Regions from separate parts of the Anser cygnoides genome. Here region 1 is linked to region 2. A link is a contact called in public Hi-C data. All regions are on one chromosome and are shown on one strand. The core of a region is the stretch at or near the end of the contact, and the rest is flanking DNA. Distances in the headings are between cores, read along the strand shown.

Region 1 (2,700 bases), core at 101-2,600, 150 kb after region 2:
GGGGGCACGGGAGAAGCGGGGGCACCGCCGCACGGGGGCTCGGCAGCAGCGCGGGACGAGGCCAGCAAGGCGCTCCTGGGGCTCCTCTGCGTGCCCCCTTTCCTCCTGCAGGCTCTGCTCTGCCCTCCGCTACGCGGAGCAGAGGGGCAAGGGCCGGCAGGGCGCAGCGGGGCAGGGTGCTGCCCCACCGGGGAGCGCCGCGTCCCGGAGCCGCCGGCCGGAGGCACGGCGCGGCAGCGTGCTGCGACCGCGGGGACGGCGGGACACGGGCCGGGGACAAGCCGGGCAGGGCGCTGCCACCTCGGGGGACGGACGGGGTGCTCGGCGAGCCGAGGCGGGGTGCTGCTCCCGAGCTCCCCGTCCCGTCCGTGCCGCGCCGGGGCACCCGGCCGGGCACCGGCGGCAGCGGAGCGGGGCCGCAGGTGCCCGGCGCAGGGGAAGGGGGGGGGGAGAAGGGAGCGGCGGCGGGGCCCTACCTGGGTCATGAGCCGGTCGGCGCCGGTGTTCTCCTCGTCCTTGAAGATGATGTCGGGGTTGTAGTTGGGCGTGAGCTCCTTGAAGCGCTCCGAGTTGCGCGCGATCTTGCCCTCGTAGCGGCCGCTGGCCCCCAGCGTCTTCTCGGGCACGTTGGGGCTGAACTGCTTGTAGGCGAGGGGGATCAGCTTGCGGGGCGGCCGGCGGCGGCTGCCCACCACCCTGCCCGGCCCGCAGCCGCGCACGGCCGGCGCCAGCAGCAGCGCGCACCCGCTCAGCAGCAGCAGCAGCCGCGCCGGCTTCATGGCGCGCCCGGCGGCCCCGGGGCGGCCCGGGGGACCGGCGGCTCCGGGGGCTCCGGGGGCCCCGTTAGGCTCGCCCGCCGCTCCCTCCGCCCGCCCCGGGGCTCCCCATGCGGGGCGCAGCCGGCGGGCAGGTGCCGGTGGCGGCGGCGGTGGCGGTGGCGGTGCCGGTGGCGGCGGCGGTGCCTTGCGGTGGCGAGGAGCGGGTGCCCGGCGCGGGTGCGCTCCGGCTGCCCGGTGGCGGTGTCGGCCCGCTCTGAGCTGCCGTGCCCCGGCGGCGGCAATAAATAGCGAAGGGCCGTTTGTTTTGGCAGGAGAGCGGCCGCTTGCGGGGCGCGGGGCTCGGCGCTGCCCGGAGCCCCCCGCGGTTTGCGCCCTGGCGGTCAGCGCGGCGGGGCTGGAGCAGGAGACCGGAGCCGCCGCTGCCTCCGCTCCCCGGGCAGGAGTGAGAGGGGAAATTGAAGAGATCCGGGACCGGGAACCGCCAGGACCGCACCCTGCCCGTGTCCCAGCCTCCCTGCGCCCTCCCTCCCTCGCCTCCTCCCCGCGGAACCTGCCCCGGGCCGCCCGCAGCCTCCTCCCCCCGGCCGAGCCCCGGGGCCCGCAGCCCACCCCGCCGGGCCGCCCGCCGCCACCTGCCCCCCGGGGCCGCCCCGGGACGCTCCCGGACCGCCAAGCTTCCCCCCCCCCCTTCCTCGCACCCCCTTTTTTTGCCCCGGCCGCCCCCCCGGGGGCTCCCCCGGCGCGGCGTGGGCACGGGGTGGCACCCCCGGGGCTCCGGCCCCCGCCGCGCCGCCTGCTCGCCAGGGGCCCGGGCCTGCGGGCGGGGATCAAACAGAGCAGGGAGGCAGCTGGTTGAAATTTAACCACAATATTCTCGCTCCCCATTGTTTCCAGGGAGGCCCGATATTTCCACAACAGGATTATGGCATCTGATTAACTCGCTGAGACAACAATGAGGGGCTGGGATGGGCTTCCCCTTCTAGCTGCCAAAAGGGGAAAGTAAATACAACACCCTGATTTCAGGAGCGAGGCTTCGCGGGGCCCCCCCCGGTTCTGCCCCAGCTGTGCGCTGGGGAGGGGTCCGGCAGGGCTCTGCGCGCACCCCGCTGGTTCCCCGGCACCTCCCCAGGTGAGGCGGTGGCCTTGGGACACCCCTGCACACGCAGCCCTCGGGGGGATGCCCCCTCACCACGGTGCCCTTTGGTGGGCACGGGGAGCTCCAAGGGGTACCCGGGAAGGCCAGGCTGGAGCGGCCCGGCCAGCAGCCCGGCTCTGCCCGCAGGTCTGCGCTGGCCTCATCGGCACCGAGAGGTTCGGGTGAGAGGGATGCAGCCAGCAGCACCCATGTGCTTGGGATGCTGCTGCCCACTGGCCCCAAAGGACCATCTCCCTTGTGGGAGCAAAGCCGGCCGGAGGTTTCTCCATCTGGGTTTTGTACTCCGCAGCCACGCAGCCAAAAGCCGTGCCCAGAGCTCTGCGAAGCCCTGCCGCTGCGTGGGACGGCGTGGGCGTCCTGCTGCTGCACCCGCACGTGGTGGAGCAAGAGGGGCTGGCCAGCAGCCCCCCCAGCCACAACACTTGCACATCTCAGCTGCCTCTTCCAGCAGAGCATCCTAAGGCAGCCAACAGGCAGAGCAGAGACCTGTCCCAGCACCACTCCCCAGCCCCGCCTCTGCCTTCCCTGGGGCTGCAGCAAGGGCACGGCTCTCCGTGCATCACAGGCACAGGAGAAGCAGAGCCCGGCTTAAGTCCGCAAGGTCCCCCGGGCTGCTTTGCACTGCCACGAGGAGCGAGCCCAGCTCCCCACCGTGCTCATCGCTGCCACGAGGAGCGGGGAACGGGAGTGTCTGGGGGCAGCGCTGAGGGTGCAGCACACCGCCAGGGAGAAGCGTCCTACGGCTCCCGGTGACCCGAACCCAGA
Region 2 (2,700 bases), core at 186-2,685:
CCGGGCACCACCGCAGCCCCTGCGGAGCGGGACCAAGCCCAGGGGGCTGCAGGGACCCAGCAGGGAAGCCCTGGTCCCGGTTCCCCGTGGCTGCGGGGATGCACGTGGTACAATCTCCCTTGGTGACTGACTGCATCGCAGCCTGAGCCCGGATTCATCTGGATTCGTCACCGCGGGGAGACGTTCCTCGCGCGTGGTGGCAGGAGGAGGGGGAGGGACGGCCGCCCCGGTGCCGCAGGCGGTGCGCCCTGAGAGCACGGGGCTGCAGGCGGCCGCATCCTGGGTCGAAGCCTGCTGCTGGCGTGTGCTCACGGCCAGGACCCGGCACGGCTCAGGCCTTGGAGAGCAGGGCTGGGAGAAGCTGCTGGCATCGGGGGAAGGCACCTCCGGAGCTGGCTGCAAAGCCGGGCCACGCTCGGAGCCCCAGGGGAGCAGCAGGGACCTGTGCCTGCTCCCCGAGCCCCTGCTCCCCTGTGACAGCCCCTTCCCCTGTGACAGCCCCTTCCCCTGTGACAGCCCCTTCCCCAGGCAGCGGTGCCCGCTGCTCGGCGGTGCCGGGGAGGCCTGATCCTGCGCCCTCCTCCCAGCTGTGGCGGGTCAGAGCTCCAGGGCGCTGGAGGCTGCCGCCTGGCTCGCGGCCAGCCAAGCCCATGGCTTGCTTCATCCGACGTATGAGGAAGTGCCGACAGAAGAAAACAAACAGCTGCCTGTTCCTCCCCTGCATCCCCGGGCACCGCTCGCCCCCACATCTGCCCCCCCAAACTGATGCCCCCCAAGCTCGCTGCAGCTGGGGCTGGCCGGGGATGCCGGCACCCCGCGAGCAGCCCCTGGCCCTCGGGGGGAAGCCAAGGCACGCGTGGCCCTGCCCGGCTCGGGCACTCCGAGGCAGCCGGCGGGACCCATCGGGTGCCACCCGCTTCTCCGCCAGCCCCTCCGCGCGCTGCTCCCCCCAGCACCCCCCCACGGGTGCCGGGGCGCTTTCCCCCCTCAGCTCCCCACGGTCACTCGCGGGCTCACCCCCCACGCCGGCACCCAGCTCTCCCCGACCCCATCCCCAAAGCCCCCCCAGCCCACGGCGCCATCCCCCCCACCTCCCTTGCGCCCTCGGGGACCCGCAGCCCCCCCGGCAGCCCGCAGCCCCCGGCCGGCCGGCCGCGCCTCCCCGGGCACCTGGAGCCGGTGGGTGTGCAGCAGGTAGCCGCGCAGGAAGAGCCAGACGAAAGTCCTGAGCAAGCCCGGCCCCGGCAGCTCCGCGGGGCCCTTCAGCCGAGCCGGCCCCGCCGCCGCCGCCGCCGAGCTCCCGGCCCTGCGCGGCGGCCCCGGGCTGCGCGGAGGCGGCGGCGGCGGCGGCGGCGGGCGAGGGCGCAGGAGCAGCGGCAGCAGCGGCCGCCGAGCCCCGCCGCTCGGGCCCGCCATGCTCCGTCGGCAGCGCACGGGACGGGGCGGTGCGGGGAGGCACCGGGGGCGGCGGGGGGCGGCACCGGGGGAGGCGCGGGGGGCGGCGCGGGGGCGGCACCGGCACCGGGGAGCGGGCACCGGGAGCCGCTCGTGCGCGCCGGGAGCTGGGCAGCGGCACCGCGCACCGGGGGCTGCACCGGGAGGTGCGGGCGTTCCGGGGCCGGTACCGCGCGGCCGGTACCGGGCGGGGGGCGCGGGCACCGGGTGCCGCGTAGCGCCGGCATCACGCACCGGGAACCGGCACCGGCAGCGCCGTGCAGCGGGTGCCCGGCGCCGCGTGCTGCGTAACGGCACCGCGCCCCCGGTGTGGCACCGCCGCAGGCACAGCGCCCCGGGCACCGTGTGGCGTGTGCTGGGGGTGCTGGCACCGGTACCGGCACCGGGTGCTGCTCGCCGAGCATCGGCAGCGGGCACGGTACCGGGCGCTGGGTGCCACGGCCCGCGTCCTGCACACCCCCCAGTGGCACCGAGCTCACCGCTGGGCCTGATGCTCGGGTCGGCTGTCCCCCCGCCCTGCCCTGTCCTTGTCCTGTCTGCCTTGACACCTCGCCCATCGTTCCCTGTCCTCGCCCGGTCCCCGTCCCCGTATCTCTCCCTGTTCCCGTTCCTGCCCCATTTTTCTCCCCGTCTTTGTCCCCGCCCTTGTTGCTCCCCCCCAGACCTGCATCTCCCGCAGAGAAGGTGGCAGAGCCCCTGCGTGCCCCCCCTCCGGTCCCCTGAAGCGTCCCTTGGTGCAGCCATTTGGGAGGACCTGCTCCAGGCCACAGGGACGATGCCAAAGGTGCTGGTAAGCCACGGCTGCCCTGGGCTGGCACTCATCCCTCCCCTGGGGCAGGGGTTGGGCGCTCAGGGTGGGCACAGCCACCCCACAAGGGAGCCGGGTGGGGACACCCGGAGTGGCTGTGGCACCTTTCTGGGGGCGACTTTGCTTTGTCGCCGCGGCAGTGGGAGCGCAGCACCAGCTCCTGCCAGCCCACGAGCTGTCACTGCTGCGGCGGTGCCCAGGACACGTTCCCTCTGGCCAGCCTGGCGCTGCCACCGGGTTTGGGGACGGCGGGCAGGGCACTGCTCTGCCCGCAGCGGGGACCCGTGCCGTGCTGGGGCCGTCCCACCGCTGATCATTGACCGCCCTTATCAGGTCAAAGTCCTGGACAGGGACATTTTGTCCCCGGGGCAGGCAGGCAGACACCCGAGAGCCCCAGGGGTGGCTGCGTCCCTGTCCCTCTCGGGGACGAGGGCTGT

Evidence for each region. Hi-C and Micro-C count contacts between places; a contact is called where the count stands out from the background.
Region 1: a contact with region 2 is called in a Hi-C map of liver, with 9 times the contacts expected there. The contact joins the promoter of IHH here to the promoter of CYP27A1 in region 2. A contact is called at or near these places in 3 of 7 Hi-C or Micro-C datasets (fetal liver and liver).

Annotation. Positions count from the first base shown.
Region 1 is chr6:32,224,329-32,227,028 of Taihu_goose_T2T_genome, forward strand. It overlaps IHH (Indian hedgehog signaling molecule), which reads right to left and starts at 1,351. Exons shown (of 3, transcript XM_048079692.2): 1 at 477-1,351. The coding sequence starts at 779.
Region 2 is chr6:32,070,400-32,073,099 of Taihu_goose_T2T_genome, forward strand. CYP27A1 (cytochrome P450 family 27 subfamily A member 1) reads right to left here and starts at 1,436. Exons shown (of 9, transcript XM_066999464.1): 1 at 1,171-1,436. The coding sequence starts at 1,416.